Regions from separate parts of the Mus musculus genome. Here all the other regions are linked to region 6. Evidence: chromatin contacts called from public HiChIP or PLAC-seq, capture Hi-C and promoter capture Hi-C data. All regions are on one chromosome and are shown on one strand. Each heading gives the region's core, a stretch centred on a gene start, on an enhancer-like site or on the middle of the called end of the contact. The rest is flanking DNA. Distances are from core to core; before and after follow the strand shown. Region 1 holds the start of Zdhhc4 (zinc finger, DHHC domain containing 4). Region 2 holds the start of Daglb (diacylglycerol lipase, beta). Region 3 holds the start of Ccz1 (CCZ1 vacuolar protein trafficking and biogenesis associated). Region 4 holds the start of Grid2ip (glutamate receptor, ionotropic, delta 2 (Grid2) interacting protein 1). Region 5 holds the start of Kdelr2 (KDEL (Lys-Asp-Glu-Leu) endoplasmic reticulum protein retention receptor 2). Region 6 holds the start of D130017N08Rik (RIKEN cDNA D130017N08 gene).

The links. Promoter capture Hi-C pulls out the DNA fragments that hold promoters and counts their contacts. HiChIP or PLAC-seq counts read pairs in DNA pulled down with a chosen protein or histone mark. Capture Hi-C pulls out chosen DNA fragments and counts their contacts.
Region 1: an H3K4me3 HiChIP or PLAC-seq map of bone marrow-derived macrophages shows a contact between it and region 6, with 5 times the contacts expected there. The contact joins the promoter of Zdhhc4 here to the promoter of D130017N08Rik in region 6. A contact is called at or near these places in 2 of 39 promoter capture datasets (hematopoietic stem and progenitor cells and liver), 1 of 15 datasets of contacts at CTCF or cohesin (the NIH/3T3 cell line), 2 of 115 datasets of contacts at active chromatin or transcription factors (bone marrow-derived macrophages and memory CD8 T cells) and 3 of 9 other capture datasets (adipose tissue, liver and pancreatic islet).
Region 2: a contact with region 6 is called in a promoter capture Hi-C map of embryonic stem cells, with 2.6 times the contacts expected there. The contact joins the promoter of Daglb here to the promoter of D130017N08Rik in region 6. A contact is called at or near these places in 4 of 39 promoter capture datasets (the 3T3-L1 cell line, cranial neural crest, embryonic stem cells and 1 more), 1 of 484 Hi-C or Micro-C datasets (embryonic stem cells), 1 of 115 datasets of contacts at active chromatin or transcription factors (fetal liver) and 1 of 9 other capture datasets (adipose tissue).
Region 3: a FOXA1 HiChIP or PLAC-seq map of pancreatic cancer cells shows a contact between it and region 6. The contact joins the promoter of Ccz1 here to the promoter of D130017N08Rik in region 6. A contact is called at or near these places in 1 of 484 Hi-C or Micro-C datasets (granulosa cells), 1 of 115 datasets of contacts at active chromatin or transcription factors (pancreatic cancer cells) and 2 of 9 other capture datasets (adipose tissue and pancreatic islet).
Region 4: a capture Hi-C map of embryonic stem cells shows a contact between it and region 6, with 3 times the contacts expected there. The contact joins the promoter of Grid2ip here to the promoter of D130017N08Rik in region 6. A contact is called at or near these places in 1 of 484 Hi-C or Micro-C datasets (the G1E-ER4 cell line) and 1 of 9 other capture datasets (embryonic stem cells).
Region 5: a contact with region 6 is called in an H3K4me3 HiChIP or PLAC-seq map of stem cell-derived neural progenitor cells, with 27 read pairs. The contact joins the promoter of Kdelr2 here to the promoter of D130017N08Rik in region 6. A contact is called at or near these places in 1 of 39 promoter capture datasets (liver), 2 of 115 datasets of contacts at active chromatin or transcription factors (neural tube and stem cell-derived neural progenitor cells) and 1 of 9 other capture datasets (liver).

The regions. Positions count from the first base shown.
Region 1 is chr5:143,327,861-143,330,886 of GRCm38.p6, reverse strand. Zdhhc4 (zinc finger, DHHC domain containing 4) reads left to right here and starts at 1,649. Exons shown (of 8, transcript NM_028379.5): 1 at 1,649-1,721; 2 at 2,317-2,496. It overlaps 0610040B10Rik (RIKEN cDNA 0610040B10 gene), which reads right to left and starts at 1,579. Exons shown (of 2, transcript NR_027874.1): 1 at 1,534-1,579.
Region 2 is chr5:143,463,162-143,466,046 of GRCm38.p6, reverse strand. It overlaps Daglb (diacylglycerol lipase, beta), which reads right to left and starts at 1,554. Exons shown (of 15, transcript NM_144915.3): 1 at 1,271-1,554. The coding sequence starts at 1,365.
Region 3 is chr5:144,013,597-144,016,296 of GRCm38.p6, reverse strand. It overlaps Ccz1 (CCZ1 vacuolar protein trafficking and biogenesis associated), which reads left to right and starts at 1,444. Exons shown (of 15, transcript NM_177682.3): 1 at 1,444-1,598. The coding sequence starts at 1,485. It overlaps Gm24311 (a small nuclear RNA gene), which reads right to left and starts at 2,299; the gene lies at 2,196-2,299. Gm33427 (a long non-coding RNA gene) reads right to left here and starts at 1,138. Exons shown (of 2, transcript XR_377194.2): 1 at 321-1,138.
Region 4 is chr5:143,355,701-143,358,677 of GRCm38.p6, reverse strand. It overlaps Grid2ip (glutamate receptor, ionotropic, delta 2 (Grid2) interacting protein 1), which reads right to left and starts at 1,348. Exons shown (of 22, transcript NM_001159321.2): 1 at 732-1,348. The coding sequence starts at 1,127.
Region 5 is chr5:143,402,182-143,405,211 of GRCm38.p6, reverse strand. It overlaps Kdelr2 (KDEL (Lys-Asp-Glu-Leu) endoplasmic reticulum protein retention receptor 2), which reads right to left and starts at 1,392. Exons shown (of 5, transcript NM_025841.4): 1 at 1,160-1,392. The coding sequence starts at 1,250. Gm20635 (a long non-coding RNA gene) reads left to right here and starts at 1,470. Exons shown (of 3, transcript XR_868670.2): 1 at 1,470-1,603.
Region 6 is chr5:143,757,083-143,759,782 of GRCm38.p6, reverse strand. It overlaps D130017N08Rik (RIKEN cDNA D130017N08 gene), which reads right to left and starts at 1,429. Exons shown (of 2, transcript NR_015486.2): 1 at 994-1,429. It also overlaps a transcript of Usp42 not described here.

The sequences.
Region 1 (3,026 bases), core at 400-2,899, 430 kb after region 6:
CAGCAGGGTGGAGAACTGCTTGATGAAGCAGTAGCTTTCTCTGGATGCCAGATGACCTCCGTAATGTAACCAGTCTTTCAGGACTCCCCACACCTGCTCACTCTGCTCCCAACATTGCAAAGGCCTTGGATACAATACATTCAGAAAGGTAGTTGTTTTCTTTCTTTTCTTTTTTTTTTTTTTCTAAAAGGAAAAAGAAATGAGAAGCTGGGGTAGGAAGCAAAGCAAACAGGAGAGGGGAGCTTTGAGGCTAATGCTTAGAGATCAGACATTTTTTTCCTCAAAGGGAACCTGTTTTTCAGAGGCGTCAAGAATAGTTCTCGGAGGACCTGGGGGGCACTCAGACAAAGCAGCACCCCCATCCCCTCCAGGAACCTTCTCAGTGCTATGTTTAGCAGCAGCTCCTCTCAAGCCAAGCCTGCCCATTATCAAAACAGCCTTTTTATCCTCAGGGATAAAACACTAGTCACTGCTCCCCACAGGGAGGACGTTAAAGCTGTGCACAGAGATGGCAGGAGTAGGGGCATGCGGTCAGCAGAACCTGACTCACAGGGGGACATACTGTGACCCCTGCAGTGGAACATGCTGGGACTGTTGGGACAGGGCCCAGTGGTGTGTCTGCCAGGAAGACACAGGTGTCCCTGTCTAGGTACCTGCTGGGTGGTCAAGGGTTACTGCTGAGTTCCCGCCAGGACATGCAAAGGCTCGGCACAGTCCAGCAGTTCTCCTGCACCGACCCAAGACAGCCTTCATATTCTGTCAAAAGTGCTCGAAAATTCCAGTTCCTGTGTTAGGTGTGCCTGCCATCCCAACCAAAGTTAGGCTGAGACAGGAGGTTCAAAAGCCCAAGGCCAGCCTGGTATAATTTGGTGGGACTTTAATTTTGTTTGCTCATTTGTTTTGTTTTGTTTTAGAAAAGGTCTAGCTATGTAGCCCTGCCTGTCCCGGAACTCATGTAAACAAGGCTGACCTCTGACTCAGAGAGACCTGCCTCTGTTTCCTTAGGGCGGTGAATAAAGTCATGGGCCACTATGCCTAGCTGAGATCATATTTTGGAAAGAAATTCTTAAAAAGAAAATAGCTAGGGCTGGAGAGATGGCTCAGCGGTTAAGAGCACTGACTGCTCTTCCAGAGGTCCTGAGTTCAAATCCCCCCAACCATATGGTGGCTCACAACCATCTGTAATGGGATTTGATGCCCTCTTCTGGTGTGTCTGGAGACAGCGACATTGGACTCACATAAAATAAATAAAACAAATCTTTTTTTTTTTTTAAAGAAGAAAAAGAAAATAGCTTTTTAAATCTACGCACATACAAGAAATCAGAATTACACTCAGCGGATCACAACAAGCAAACACACCCACAAGAATCAAATCAAGGCCACGAAAATGGGACGGGGTTGGGAGAACGAAGGACTCGTACATAGGCAGTAAATTGTCAAGTAATAATAAAAGTGCGAAGGAAGAGAGAGCAGAGGACGAGGGAGGGAGAAAGACAAACGTTAAGAGAAAAAGAAAAGAGAAAGAAAACCTACGACGGTACGAAAACACAATCGGCTCGCAGAACCAGAGGCCAAAGACAATAATTTCCGGCCTCCCGCTACTTTTTCCGTCGGAAGTCGCCTCCGTCGCGGGCACTGATGACGCCATGGACGCGCCGGAAGTCTTGGGGAGCGCTCCGCTGGGGTCCGCCGGCAGCGGCGGACGGTTGGCCCGGTTTGGGGTAAGGCGGCTCCGGAAGGCTCTGTGACACCCCGGCTGGGCGGCGGCCGTCGGGACCCCGTGTTTGAGTGAGAGCACAGTCCTCTCCGAGCCCCCTGCATCCCGCTCGCTGTGTCCCCTCCTCTTCCAGTCGTTGTCCGGGCTCCGGACGTAGTTGCCGTCTCCCAGCCTGCTTCCGAGCCTCCCTTGTCTCCTCTGAGCCTGATGCGTCCGGGATCTGGTTGTGGGATGGGCTCCATTCACCACTGCCCTTCCCTGGTTCCCCGCAGCTGCAGATTCTGTGACCTCAAGCATGCAAGGGCCTTGAATAATGTACCCGGAAAGTGTCCAGCAAAGGGAAACGACTGGGGCCCTACCCCATGTGGACAACCTCACCATGCGTCTGGACCCCGGTGTGGGCGCCTCAGTGATAGGCGTAGTGACAGTGACAGTGACAGCTAGAGGGATGATAGACCCCCAAACTAGTGGACTTTGAAGTTTTCTTCCCAGGTCAGCAGCGGTACAGCATCCTCTACTTCTGAATGCCTTTCACAGTGCACTCTGCCATGGAGACTTATTCAGCAGTATGTAAGTGTTGCGTTTGATTGTCTCCGCAGCCGGTTCCAGCCTCCTGGAACAACCATGTCGCCAGTTTTGCGCGTGCCAAATTCACGGCGCTGCCCAAGCGGAGCTGCTATCTGAATTCTCCTTGGATGTGGCAAAGGGAAATGAACGCAAAAGGTGCCGCTGGAAGTGTCCGACCTAGAGAAATATGTAGACCGGAGCCCTGTTACCTTGTGAGAATGGCATTTTTTTGTTTGTTTCCTTTTTGTTAATAGTTTCTGTTTTGATTCTCTGCGTTGGAATTTTGGTCCAGAATCCTGCCTCGTAAAGCCAATGTCAGTGTTCCCAGTTTCTTAACACGGGCTTTTTATATTTCATCATTCTGGTCTGGAGGGTGATGGGTGACATCATGACCACTGACCTGTTAAATATGCCCAAGTTTGGGTGTGGGACCCTGACTACCTCTAGGAGTTGCTCATTCTGATGAGGTCGGCGCAGGTTCTTTTGCAGGACTTTATCAGTATCCATGTGAATATTTAAAGATGTAAAAGGGTGTATTGCTGGGTGTGGTGGTGCACTTCTGGAATCCCAACCCTTTGAAAGCTGAGACAGGAGAATTCTGAGTTCCAAACTAGCCTGGCCTGCATAGTCAGATCCTGTCTCAAAAAACAAGGGGTTGGTGGGCTGGGAGCTCGCTCGGTGAGTGAGGGTGCTTGCTGTGCAAGCACAAAGTCCTGAGCTTGGATCCCCAGCACCAACGTGA
Region 2 (2,885 bases), core at 305-2,804, 290 kb after region 6:
CCGCTTAGCAAGAACGTCCACCTTTTTAAAAAACTATATCTATTTATTTGAGGAAGACTATGCCATCCCACACCTTCGGAGGGAGGTCAGAGAGCAACTTAAAGGAGCCAGTTCTCCTCCTACCATGTGGGTCCCGGAGATAACAATTTAGGTCATCAGGCTTGGCGGCAAGCACCTTTACCCATCTGAGCTCCCCTGCTGCCCAAGATGGTCCAATTAAAGATTGACATTCCAAAGCCCTAAGAGGTGTCATCTGAGGTGGGGAGGATTTAACTCAAAGCCTAGCATACGTGAAGCCCGGGCTCAAGCACTAGAGGGGAAAAAATAAAGGTAAGATTGGTCTAGATAACTTTTCTGTCCCCGTACCACCCCTCCCCCCGCACCTCTTTTTTTTTTTTTTTTTTGAGGGAGGGTCTTGTGCAACTCCCCTATGACTCACTGTATATCCAAGGATGACTGTGAACCGCAGATGCTCTCCGCAGATGCTCTTACACCACCCCCTAGTCCTGGGATTTACAGGTGAGAGCCGCCACTATCAGTTCTGTGTGGTGCTGGGGATCCCGTGCACACAAGGGCCTCCTTCATGTTAGGTGAGTACTCTACCAAAAGGAACTGTTACACCTTCAGCCCCTAGATAACTTTTTCTGTCCAAACACCAGAGCTCCGTGTCAGGAGTTTCAGACTAAAAACGATCTGAGAAAAACCCGGCCTGTCTAGAAAGGGCTTTGCTGCTCCTATTCCTTTACCTCTTGAGAATGCTTTTTTTCTAAGAACGTTATTCCTCGTCGGCAGGCGTGCCAGGGGCTGACTTCACCCACCGGTGCCGTTTCCCACTGAGCCTAGCTGCATTTTGCAAAACCGGCCTATTATCCTGGTTTCTATGAATTGCTCCGAAATTGCTATTTCCCAGATTATTGTTTTGCATTGACAGGGACTTTGATACCCTCCCAGCAAGAAAAAGGACAGGTGTGATCCAAAGTTCCGGAGCCGCGGGCTTCAGGAAGGAGAGACCTGGGGGCTATGGTTTTTAGATGCTCACATTTCCCTCACGCTCTCGAGGCTAGGGCTCGGCGCTGCACCCTAGGGCTCGGCTCCTACCCTGCAGAGCTGAAGGTCCCGGACCCTGTCAAATACACAGAGCGACTGCCTCTATATCCTAGGTGCAGACAGATTGTGCTCCGGGGGCGCGGTTGCCCCTTAAGCACCAAGAAGGCACGACTTTTGTCGCCTTAACCAGCGCGCCTCCCACCCTCACGGCGGCCTCACTTACCACAGCACACGCAGGAACAGCTCAAAAGACCCGGGGAACACCAAGTCGTCGCTGGCTAGAGACCAGCGCCGGCCGAACAGCACCATCCCCGGCATGGCGCACCTCCCACCGCGCCGCCTAAGCCGCGCGCACCCTTCTGACTCCGCGCGTGTCTGGAGGGGGTCCCCAGCAGCGCCAAGGCGCAAGCCTACGTAAAGACCCGCGCATGCGCCTCCGGCCCGAGTCCGGAGCGCGCCCACAAGAGACGCGCACTTTGCTGTCTTTGCCTCCTTCCCAGGTCCCCTGACCCGGAAGTCAGCTGCTGGCTGTTAAGTGCCGGTCGGTGGCGTATGAAGTCCATTCCGGTGTGGTCATTTCTGTTTAATAGACTGAGGATTTAAAAAGATCTGGAGAGAATGCTCTCCCTAGAGAGCCGCGCCTATGAATAGTGAAGCTAGGACGTAGGTCTGGGTCTCTGAATCTTTCTAGCTTGGGATGACTTTACTGTACGCCTTTTAGCACCTCCATTCCTCTTCTCTCTCTCTCCACACACACCGTGCTTTATCCATCTTCATCCCTTCCCCTGCCTGGTCTCACTAATGCTAGTTCCCATTCTTCCCCACGGTCCCCCTGGTGACCGAGGAGAACCATCAGACCTGGTCTAAATTATGTCTAAGACTTGCAAGTCTGTGCTTCGGCGTAAAGTGCATGTTAATCCTTTCCAGAGACTTTTCTAGCGGAGTCTTACATCAAAAGCCTCTAATTAGTGTCTGTGTTCCCTCATCATCTACCTGCTGTACTCCCACACACATTTTAGCTCCCCAGATTTTTAGTGTCGGTGGTGTGCATGTGTGTGTGCGCGTGTTTTTGCATGTGTGGTGGGGCGCACGTATGTAGGTGCCTGTATACATGTGCTCATGCATGTGGGGGTCTGAGGATGTTATCAAGAACTGTACCCAGCTCTTCCACCTTGCTGAGGCAGGTTCTCTCAATCAAACACAAAGCTCGGTGAGCCGGCTGGTCCTGCGAGCCAGCTTGCTGCGGAGATCTTCTGATTTCCCCCGTACCAGGCTGTAATAACAGGTGTGCTACCACACCCATCCTGCACTTTCCTGAGTTTCTGGGAATCTGAACTTTAGTCCTCACACTAGTATAGCAAGTGCTTTAACTCCTGAGCCGTCTCCTTAGCCCTTTTCCTAACTCTGGTTTCTTTATGGTGCTTAATCACTCCCTGGCCCAAGTCTGCCTGCTGCCAGACAAGCTGATCAACAGAGATGGTGTCAGGCAAGGGGTTTAGTTTTAAGATCTGGACTTATAATTAGCTGAGAAGATGCGGGATTTGTGAAAATGTCCATCCTGAGGATGGGGATGTAACTAAGTTGGCAGAGTACTGTGCCTGGCATGCACAAAGCCTTGGTTTCCAATCCTAGCTACTGTGTAAACCAGAAGTGGTGGGACAGGTGTTGGGAGGTGGAGACAAAAGGGTTAGAAATTGAGGGTTGTTGAGATTTGGTGTTGTCATGCTAAATTCTACACCCACAGGTCTAGGTCTTCTACTTACAAATTTTTGTTGTGCAAACCTTGTTCCTTGATTTAAAACTACTGATTAAATAAAATTGGCTACAGTCAATTGCTG
Region 3 (2,700 bases), core at 195-2,694, 260 kb before region 6:
TGCTTATAGGAACAACAAAACTGTTTTTGAGACAGGGACTCATTCTGTAGCTCAGACTATCTTATAGCTGGTAATGCACCTGTTTCAACACCCTGAGCGCCTGTGCCCCCATGCCTAGAGAACCTATAGATTTTCAAAATAGTTCTTTCTGTATCAAAATGAAAATGAAGCACGTATGGGAAACACTTGTCGATTTGCATGCTTACATAGTTCTGTGTAGCAACTACAGTTTAGTGTTGCGTAAACGACTGCTCACGAATCCAATTTCAAGCAAAAACCTACCCCGTATCTCTTCTGTAACGGCTAGGGTATAGGATTACCTCACAAACACTTTAGAAGACAGATGAAATCTGAATCGACAGGATATTTTCCACTAGGCCTGTTGATTTATTCACTGAGAAGACTATAGATTTACAGGTTTTCACTTGTTCCAAGAAAATCAGCTTTGTTGGTGATAGGGTAGATTAAAAAAAAAAGGATTGATTTATTTTATACGTATATGTGTGCTTGCATGAATTTATGTGTGCCACATTTGAGCAAGTGCCCACAGAGGCCAAAAGAGGCATCAGATGCCCTGCAGCTGGAGTTATTGGCCATTATGAGCTGGAACTAAATCCAGGTCCTTAGTGAAAGCAGCCAGTGCTCTTAATTGTAGAACCATCTCTCCAGTTCTGTGGCAAGGTAAATTTGGACATTTTTGCTTTTGCTTATAGTCCATTGCTTATAATTGATGTAAGTAAAAGTGCTATATATTCGAGGTTGACCTTGACTTATGATCCTCCTGCCTCCACCACACCAGGGCGTGCCAGCCACACCCAGTTTATGTGGTGCTGAAGGGGAGAAGCAATTTCAACAAGTTGTCCTCTGACCTTCATACACGTGCCAGGACATCCCCCTCCCTGGAGGACAAATAAATAAATGTAAAACAACAACAACAACAACAACAACAACAACAACAACAAAACCAAAAACCAACCAACAACAGATGTAAACTGGCTACCTTCAAGAAAAATGTGTTCCCCTAAACGTTTTTTCACACTTAAAAAATACCGTATCCATGACGCCTTTAATGCCAGCACCCAGGAGGCTGAGGCATGAGGATCTCTGTGAGTTAGAGGCCAACCTGGTGTACATAGTGAACCCCTATCCAAACAAACAAACAAACAAACAAACAAAAGAAAAGAAACAACACCCCCCCCACCCCAATCCATTGTTACATTTCTCTTGAAATTCGTGGTCTTCGCCTTTAGCCATGACAGCCAGCTGAGAGCTGATATAATTGAAAACACTCCAGCCCAATAAACACGAGGGAACTGGTTCCACACGGACCTATCAGAGAGGGACTGGGCACTGCAGGTTTTTCTTCTGGGTCAGTTTCGAGCTCTTCCGGGCCGCCGGCTAGCGAGGCGGAAGTGCGGTGTTCCCTAAGGCTGCTGCCTCGGAGCGGGCGGAGGGGAGCCTCCCGAAACGGGGGCCGGGCCGGGATGGCGGCAGCCGCGGCCGGGCCGGGTGCTTGGGCGGCCCAGGAGAAGCAGTTCCCGCCAGCGCTGCTGAGCTTCTTCATCTACAACCCCCGTTTCGGGCCGCGCGAGGGAGAGGTAAGCCGAAGGGGCCGCGAGCCTGCTCCGTGCCCGGCCCCTGATGCCGCAGCCCGTCCTGGCAACGGAGGTCCCAGGTTAATCCCTCCGCCCGGCTTGAAAGTCTTTCCCATCGCGTCAGGTCTGGGCAATTAAGATCGAACTTGACTCCTCTCTTGGAATCTTCGATTGCAAAGGTGGAGCCAGATTGGTAGGACAGAGCTCCCAAAAGAGGGAAAATGAAACAAAACTAAAAACTTGGAGGCGCTTCACAAAGTTAATTTTTTCTTTTTTCTTGTTTTCCCCAAAATTGATGTTTTGTTTTCTGGAAATGTTACTGTTACTTTATTTTTCCTTCCGGCTAACTAAAATCTCATTGTGTTTTAACACATTTCTATCCACTAAACTGTTTGGTTGATATCTATGCTGGTTCCAGCTTGTGGCTAATGTCATTAATGTAGCAATAAAGATTTATGTGCAAGCATTTCTGTGATGGTAGGAGTTAAGAGTGCTTTAGGTGTATATTCAGGTATCATAGTCGAACTCTAGTAGAATCATTCTATCTAGGGTAAACATTAGAATGAAATAGTTTTTCACTGTGTCTAGGATAAACGTTGGAAAAAAATGGAACGCTTCACGAATTTGAGTGTCATCCTTGCACAGGGGCCATGCTAATCTCTGTATCATTCCAATTTTAGTATATGTGCTGCCGAAGGGAGCACCCAAAATCGAAGTTATAAGCGTTTTTTTTTACTCCGAGTTGACAGTGGCAACTTCCTCAAAACATGCCTAGAACTGTGTTTTGTTGCAAGCAGATCAAAGCCCTATTTAGGGGCTGGTGAGATGGCTCAGTGGGTAAGAGCACCCGACTGCTCTTCTGAAGGTCCGAAGTTCAAATCCCAGCAACCACATGGTGGCTCACAACCACCCGTAATGAGATCTGATGCCCTCTTCTGGTGTGTCTGAAGACAGCTACAGTGTACTTACATATAATAAATAAATAAATAAATAAATAAATAAATAAGTACTTACATATAATAAATAAATAAATAAATAAATAAATAAATCTTAAAAAAAAAAAGCCCTATTTAGAGGCTGTCAGCCCAAGTGCTCCCGAACCAAC
Region 4 (2,977 bases), core at 99-2,598, 400 kb after region 6:
CCTAATGGTCACCCCCCCACACACACACACCTACTCAGGGCCAGAATTGAGGAGTTTCCCTTCTGTGGAGAACAAGTTTAGGAGTTCAAATATCTTTGTCAAGAAGTAGAAGCCAGTCAGGTGTGGTGGCGCACGCCTTTAATCCCAGCACTCGGGAGGCAGAGGCAGGCGGATTTCTGAGTTCGAGGCCAGCCTGGTCTACAAAGTGCGTTCCAGGACAGCCAGGGCTACACAGAGAAACCCTGTTTATGGTTGAACCTGTTTATATCTATCTATGGACCTGTCTATCATCTGACTATCTGCCTGCTATCTACCTACTTACCTGTCTAGCTATCATCTCTCAAACATCTATTAATTTATATATCATCTGTTTACCATCAATCAGTGAATCCATCACCTATGAATCATCTGTTTTGGAGGCAGGATCTCACTATGTAGCCCATGCTGGCTAGAAACTTGCTTTGTAAATCTTCCTTAAGAATTTTGCTTACCGAGCACTCAGGGGTGCCGGTGGGGGTGGGGGTACAGTGGCAGGCAGATCTCTGAGTTTGAGGTCAGCCTGGTCTACAGAGTGAGTTCCAGGACAGCCAGGGCTACACAGAGAAACCCTGTCTCGAAAAACCAAAACCAACCAACCAAACAGCAAAACAATCAGACAAACAAACAACGAAAACTTTTCTCAGCGGCGGCACAGGGTTGTGCCCAGCCCCTTCCTCCCCTGGGCGCCTTACCTGGCAGCTGAACTCCTGGGCCTTGCGCCTGCGCTCTCTGTGCACAGCATCTGGTCTGGGACCACCAGCCAAACGCAGCAGTTCGCGGCTCAGCGGGAGGCTGCGGCCAAATCGCCGGGTTAGCCAGGCTGCTGTCAAGGCTGTGGGGCCACCCTCGGGGCCTGGGAGCACACCGAGGCTGGGTGGCACTCGAGGGCAGCGCCGTGCCAAGCGCACGATGCGCTCTCGGCTCAGGCCACCCACAGCCAGCCCCTCCACTTCCAGGATCTGATCCCCCGGCCGCAACCCCCCAGCGTGCGCGCTGCTTCCTTCAGCCACCTCTATCACGAAGCAGGGGCCAGAGCCGCCCAGCTGGAAGCCGAAGTCCTCGGGCCAGCCTTGATTGGTGGCTGGCATTGCTGCCGTGGCGGTTCTGCTGGAGAGAGAAGAGAGGGACAGAAGCTGGTACGGCTCTGTCTGTGGAGGCCTTCCTAGGCCTGAGTCCCTCTGCAGGTTTGCTGGACACAGACAGGTGTCATATCCCACTGAAGCATCATATGGTGGAGACACACGTGAGGCTTTTAGGAAGAGGGCAGAGGTCAGCTGGGATACTACCTCAGTGGTTCAGGGTCTATACTAAGACGGGGGGTGGGGGGGGGGGTTGGGGGGGAGGAGGGTGGGCGTAGTCTCGGATGACACCACCAATCCGGACTGTATAAAGAAAAATTCTCCCCTTTTGTTATGAAAAACTCAAATGGTATTCATTTGAAGTCTTAATTTGGGTTTCTTGTTTTGTTTTGTTTTGTTTTGGGGTGCGGCTTGCTGAAAGCAGGGTCTACCTCTGAGCCAACGTCCCATCTCCTCGTTGGGGGATGGTAAGCATGAGATCTGCCTCTTGAGTTTTATCTCCAGCCCTCTTTCTTTCTGTTTCAAGGCAGAGGCTCATTAAGTTGCCCAGGCTGACCTAGAACTAACTCAATAATCTAGGCGAGCCGTGGACTTGTGATTCTCCTGCTTCTCAAGTAGCTACAATTACCCGCCTGCACCGCCAGGCCGGGTTCCCTTTGTGCTCTTTGGTGAATGAGGTCACACCTCGGGCCAGAGCCTGCTTTATCATCTGGTTTCTATGAAACATCGGTTTTCCAAGGTTCCCTCTTCTTAACTCTTTTCCATCTGCTCAAATCTCTCTCAATTCCAAATGAACCATATGCTTTAGAAACCTTAGCGCTGGAGGTGGGAGGGGCGGCCCCAACAGAAGGGGCGGTCCCAGTGACCAACCACAGGAGGCTTTGTGAATCTTCCCAGGGCCAGGCTAGGCTGATGGGGCCACTTCTCATCCTAGCTACTAGTCAGGCTGAAGCAACAGGATCTCCAGTTCAAAGCCAGCCTTGGTAACTTAGAGTATGCCTCAAAATAAAAATATTCTCACTCGTGGCAAACATACACAAAACATACATAAAAAATAAAAATTAAAAAAATACATAAAATGTTTAAATTTTAAATGTCTTGCTAAGTCTCCCAGGCTGGTTTTTTGTTTGTTTGTTTTGTGATTTGTTTGTTTGCTTACTTTGAGAAATGGTCTTGGTTCTCTTCTGTATATAAAGCAACCTGGCCTTGAACTCGCAGCAATCTTCCTGCCTCTGCCTCTAGAGCGCTGAGCTTACAGGTGTCAGGCACTACAACAGGCTCTGCCAGGCTGCTCCTGAACTAACTGTGTAGCCCCGCAGGCCTCAAGCTTTTGTTCCTTCCGTGGCCACTGACTTGAGGGTTTCCCTTTGAACCAAATCCCTTCTGCTAGTGGGGGATGGTGTGACTGATGGGCTGCGGTGGGAGGTGGGGGTAGGGGAGGGGGAGGGGGAGGGATTCTGGCTCTAGCTGGGCTCAGGGGAGGAGACCTGATAGAGTAGTCACTGTCAGGGACTCACTCTTCAGGGAAGCAGCCCTCCCAAGGAGATCCAAGGAGTCACTGCTTAGAACCTGGAGTGTTAGCAAGGGAGAAGGCTAGAGCTTTGGTGAATTAAGAGGAAATGTCGTCTAGGTGATGGGAAGTGAGATGGCTTGTGTCACTTGTCACCAATGAATTCTTGCCACCTGCAGAATTCTTCACAACAGGGCAGGGTAAAAACTGTCGAAGTCTGGGGCTGGCAGGGGTGGCACTGTCCATCCTGAGCCTACGGGTAAAGGACCCCTAGTCCATCTCTGCCCAAGGCTGGTGTGAACCATCAGGGACATTTCCTCTGTCACCTATCAGAGCGTTGCACTCCTGC
Region 5 (3,030 bases), core at 143-2,642, 350 kb after region 6:
AAATTAAATTTGAGTTTACAAAGTTATTTCATTTGGGGACATAGCATTAAGGACAGTATTTTAAGAATATATTTATTTAATCAATCAATTAATTAATGGGTTTTTGGGGAGCAGGGGGTGTTTTTGGAGACAGGACCAGCATGTAGTCCATTCTCATTTTGAATTCCTGAACCTCAGGTTACCACCTCTCGAGTGCTGGGATTACAGGCAAGCACCATCACACTCACCAAGAACTTATCTAAAACTTGTAAGATTCCTAATATTTAACGAAAGGCAGAAGTCCACAGCTATTATGTGAGGAAAGTTCACTCTACTGCCTCTCTGCAATGTAGTTTGAGGGAGGTACAGCGCCAACTCAATGGTGACGTGGAGCAAGGATACTAGCCGAGAACAGAGGCCTCTGTGGTACCCAGCGCTGGCAGTTTAAGAGAACCAGTTATTAGACGGCCACACTCAAGGATGAAAAACTAGCTTGCTTCTCAGAGTAACATGAAAACTATGCCAAGCAACTCACTTAAAAGATCCACATCTCTTTTTATGACGCATGAGATCCCGAACCCCAAGGCTTGAGTTGTAGCCTCATCAACTGTAAGCACAGGCCAGACCTGACACCATCCTGCCCCCACATCCCATCCTCTGCTTGTCCTTGAAGATAACAGAATGAATAGCAGGATGCCCCTCTTCCTCCAGCCAGCCCCACCTTCGCGGGTGGCCTGGCTGCCACGTCAGGCCCAGCTAGTCTGTGGTCCTATCCATCCTCCTCGAGCAAGTCTCCCATTGATTCCTGGGGACTCAGAGGCGCCCCCCAAAAGTCCCATGGAGAGGGACACGCCCACTAGAGCCCCACAGATCCCGTGCTAAACTTTTCAGATGCAGCAGGACGCGGGGGCAGTTACGCCAGCGCTCGCTGAGCCAGGACGGATCAAGTTCGCGAGCGGACCAAGCGCAGAACTGGGGGGCCCAGAGCTGCGACGGACACCCCAGCCCGTGTGCACACTCGGAGGGGTTTCGTTGCCCGCCGAGCAGGCCGAGATGGGTGTGTCTGGCCATCGCAAGCCCGGCACAAAGCCTCCGGAACGACCGAGAGCCGAATGGGTCGGTCGAATGGGCCAAACGCGCGCGCTCCTGCCCCGCGCGCCTCGCCCCGGCGGCCGCTCACCAGCACAGGAGCGCGTCTTCCAGATCTTCAGCAGTAGGATGACGATGGCCGCCAGGTGGGACAGGTCCCCAGTCAGCCGGAAGATGTTCATGGCGGCGGCGGTCGGCGCGGCACAGCGGCACCGGAGCTAGGCAGCGACTCGGGACGCGGCGACAGCAGCCCCGGAGAGAGGAAGCGGCGAAAGATGGCGGGAGCGGGCGCGACGTGGCCAGGGACGTGGCCGAACTGCCGTCGCGCGCGCGGGGCAGCCTGGGAGAGCGGGCGACCGCTGGGGCCACGCCCCCGCCACGCCCCTTAAAGGCCCAGCGTCGGTGAGCAGCCGGACTTTACATCCCGCGTGGACGGTCAACTGAGGACCCAGAGTCCTCCGCAATTTCCGTCTCCAGGGTTTCCGCCTAGGTGCCAGCGATTTCCTTCTCTAAGTTTTTGAAATGCCACTCAGTTGTGAGTATTGTCTTGTTTTTTTTTCCATTCCCTACTAAGATAGCAGAAATACCTATCTCAGAGGCATTGCGAGGGTAGAAAGCAAGATTAAAATTTCTGTGATTAAGAACTCCAGCTTCTCTTGTATAGGACCGAAGTTCGATGCCCAGCTCCTAACCTCGGGGAGCTTACATCACCTTTAACACCAACTCCAGGGAATTCATTGCTTCTGGCCTTTGAGAGCACCTGCACGCCCATGCACACACCCACACACAAACTAACACACACATTTTAAATAATAATAAAAATAAGTCATAAGAAATCTGTCAAAATCTATTAATTTTTATTTAAAATTACATTAAAATTTTGTATTAGGGATGGAGAGCTGGCCCAGTGGATAAGAGCAATTGCTGTTCTTCTAATAGACCTGATTTCGAGTCCCAGCACCCACAACTGCAGACTCACAACAGCCTGGAACTCCAGTTCTATCTGACACCTCTCACCTCTGAGGGTGCCTTCATGTGTGTGCGCGCGCACACACACACACACACACACACACACCCCTGAAACAATAAAAATAAAAATAAAAATTTATTTGTGGACTGTGTGGGCACATCCAGTCAGGCCCAGTTCTCTCCTTCCATCTTGTTGGTTCCTGGGACTAGGCTCAAATCTCCAGGCTTGGTGACAAGCCCCTTTAGCCGCTGAGCAACCCCACCACTTCTTTTTCTTTCCTCTCCCTCCTCTTCCTCTTCTTTCTTTTTGCTTTTATATGTCTGTTCACACGTGTGTGTGCACATGTGTAGGCTGTGAGGCCAGCTATTTCTAGGACCTTCTAGATCCTGTTACACCTTATATATTGAAGCAAGGCATCACACTTGAACCCAGAGCTTGCTGATTTGGCTAGTCTAGCAGGCCAGCTTGCCGAAGGGATCCCCTGTCTCTATCTCCCAGGCTTCAACACAGCCTAGCATTTATGTGGGTGCTGGAGATCTGGGCTGTGTTTCTCGCAGACATGTGTCAGCAATCTTTCTGGATTTACAGTGTTTCTTGTTTGCCATTTAAGAAGAAACTTGGAGGCTTAAATGATGGAGCAGGGTGGGAAGATGGGGCTGAAGCACTAACCCATGCGTCATGGGTTACCTTGGAGATGGCTCAGTTAATAAAGCAGTCACTAGCCATACATGAGGTCTGGAGTTCAATCCCCAGCCCCCGATTAGCCAGCTCCTTACTATTAATGTTAACGACTTAATTTTTAAGTTATTAAATAAATAACTTAAATTAGCAAAGATGTTGGGGCTGGGGCCTTCATGTGCAGCCCTGGCTGCCTGAGCGAGAGAACTATCTGACAGACAGACAGACAGGCTCTACTTACACTAGCACCAGAAGTCCACAGAGAGCTTAAGAAAGCCACATAATGCTGGGCGGTTGTAGCACATGTCTTTAAT
Region 6 (2,700 bases), core at 180-2,679:
CTCACCTACACAGTGACAGTTAGCGTGCAGACTCGGCTGACTCAGCAGGTGAGCACACCTACTTTTGCTCTCTCTCTCCTCCTCCTCTCGACTTGGTGTGATGCTGGGGGTCCGACCCAGGGCCTTGCCTGACCTAGACAAGCAAAGCACGACTGAGCGACACCCCAGCCACTTCTGCTGTGGTTCTTTTTAAAATATTTTTCCGCTTTTCAGTTTTCTGGCACAAGGTATCACTCTCTTGCCCAGGCTGGTCTAGAACACACAGTGTCATCTAGGCTAGCCTCTCAGTCAGCGATCCTTCTGCCTCAGTCTCCCAGGTGCTGGGATTACAGGAGCGTACCACATCTGGCTTGCCTTCTTCACTTCCTCCAAGGCGAATGGCTAAGGAATCCTCACTGAATTCCTTGGGTCAACTAAGACATCTTACATGGCGATTTCCACAATTAACCGCCAACATGAGAGGGTTGCTCCAATTTCAATCCTTTTGGCTTTGAGGCCTCAATGTCAGTACAAGAGGCAAAGGATATATTATTACATTGCTTTAAAAAACAAAAAACCTTTTCAAGAAAGTACACAAAGCTTCTGACAAAGCTTTAACAAACGCCTAGCCAGTAGCACAGTGCTGTAATTCCCAGCACTTATGCAGGATGAGAGGCAGGTAGGGGGTGCCAAGGCAAACCCCAGCTACAGCCCAAGTTTACAGACAGCTGAGCTAAAGCACACCCAGTCTGAAAAAAAACAAAGGCTGGACATGATGTCAGGCCCTGTAATTGCAGCATTGTAAGGCAGAGACAAGATTAGCACAAGTGTATGGGCTGTTCACAGCAAGACCTCATCTCAAAAATAAATGAGAAAAAAAGTTACCCTAATATTTTTAGTACCATTATAACAGTGGGTCCTAAAATAATGTCATTTTTGGCAGGGGTTGAGAAAACTATCTCCACGCACACGCACATGCACACACTGGTGAATAAGGATGAAGTTTTACTTAACCTGTGCCACGGCCCTTCATTTGGGAAGGAGATCTGGATGTTACCTAACTTGCAGGTTCCAAGTGAGATTAAATAGCTGGCGTATTTACAGCAGGCTCTCGGGAACTCATACCCCGTGTTGTGATCTTTGGTGAGCTCGGATCCTGTAGCCTTGGATCTTAGGAGATTTGTTTAAATTAACGCGCACCAATTCTTTTTTTCAGATCGATTTCAACTCGACTGCGAATCTGTGCGGTCGGGTCGGGTAGTCTTTTTTTTTTTACTTAGGTGAGCTGGAAACACATTCTCCAACACGCTTTGCATGGTCCTTAGCTAGAGCCTCAGCTGCTACCTAGATTCATATTTCCTGGTCCTTCAACATTAACAGGGGCTGGGTCCGAGGGTCCACAGTTTCTGAAGCATCACTGTATCTGAACTCCCAGAGGCCGGTGCTGTCCGTTAGTAACGCCCACTGCGCGCGGGATGCAGGGACAGCTCGCAGGCGCACTGCGCTGGCCGCGCTCGGCACCCGTAGGGTTAGGTTGGGGCGCAGTAACTGGAAGTGTCCCCTCCCCGGGAGGAAGTTACACATTGGCCTCTTGCGCCTGGTGGAGATAGAACTTCCGCCGGCTCCGCCCCCTTCCACTTCCGGTAGGGAAGAATGGGTTGGTCCCACATGGGCAAAAACTGGCTGGAAGACTTTAGTGGTGGCGTTTTGGGAGCGGCAGCCAAGGGTCGCATTCGACTGTGTGGCCCTCCTGCCGCCTTTACAAACTGTCTTTCAGAGAACCTAATCCCCTTTGACCATGACACCTAATTTCAGTCATTCTGCTGTGACCAAAAGTAAGCTCCGTGTCCACAATGGCCTCCTACCTTATACTCCCAAACACTATACATCCATGTAATATATATTTAAGAGCCACCCGGGTTTGGTTCTTTTGTCTTACTCAGACATCATGAGTAAGGAGTCTGGTGTGGTGGCCCATGTCATTAATCCCAGCACTTAGGAGTAGAAGCAAGTGTGTTAGGAGTTATATATCATCCTGAGGTGTATAGACCATTTGGTGAGAGCCTGGGCTACATTCAATGTATGTATAGAAAGAGGGAGGGAGGAAAGGAGAAGAGAGACCAAGGAGAGGGGAAATGCTGAGCAGTGAGGAGGCGCTGGTAGGCTATTGACTAGTTGACCTGGGCCTCCAAGTTCAAAACAGGAGCTAGGCTGGACTATTTAAGTCCTGAGAGTCACAGGCTTATGGTTTCAGGCCCTGACCCTAACCTGGAGTCTACTCTTCATATCACCACCTCAGGCCTGCCATACTTATTTCAAAAACCTAAATATAGCAAAAGATTTATGGGCCTAATGTAAAAAGATGGCAATGGCTTACTGCTTCTAAATTGTAGTCAAACCTAGTGAGGTATCAATATTTGTAATCTGGACATATGGGAAATAAAGACAGGGTGAGGAGGAGGTAATTACACAATTAGGTAAGGGCTACGTGAAGCCCTGTCTGAGAAAGCTGAGACAAACGGCTTTGGGTCGAAAAGGGTATGTGTAGCGAGAGTATTACAGCCATCATGACATTGTCCATAATGCAAATGAAGGATCGAGTTTGTACCAAAGGCCTTCAGGGAGAGTTGGGCAGGGGTAGCATCCTCCCCTGGCCCCTGTGAAATGGCTTCAGGGGCCTGTAGAGTTTCCTTTATTCTGTCTTGTTTAGGAATGCTGCTT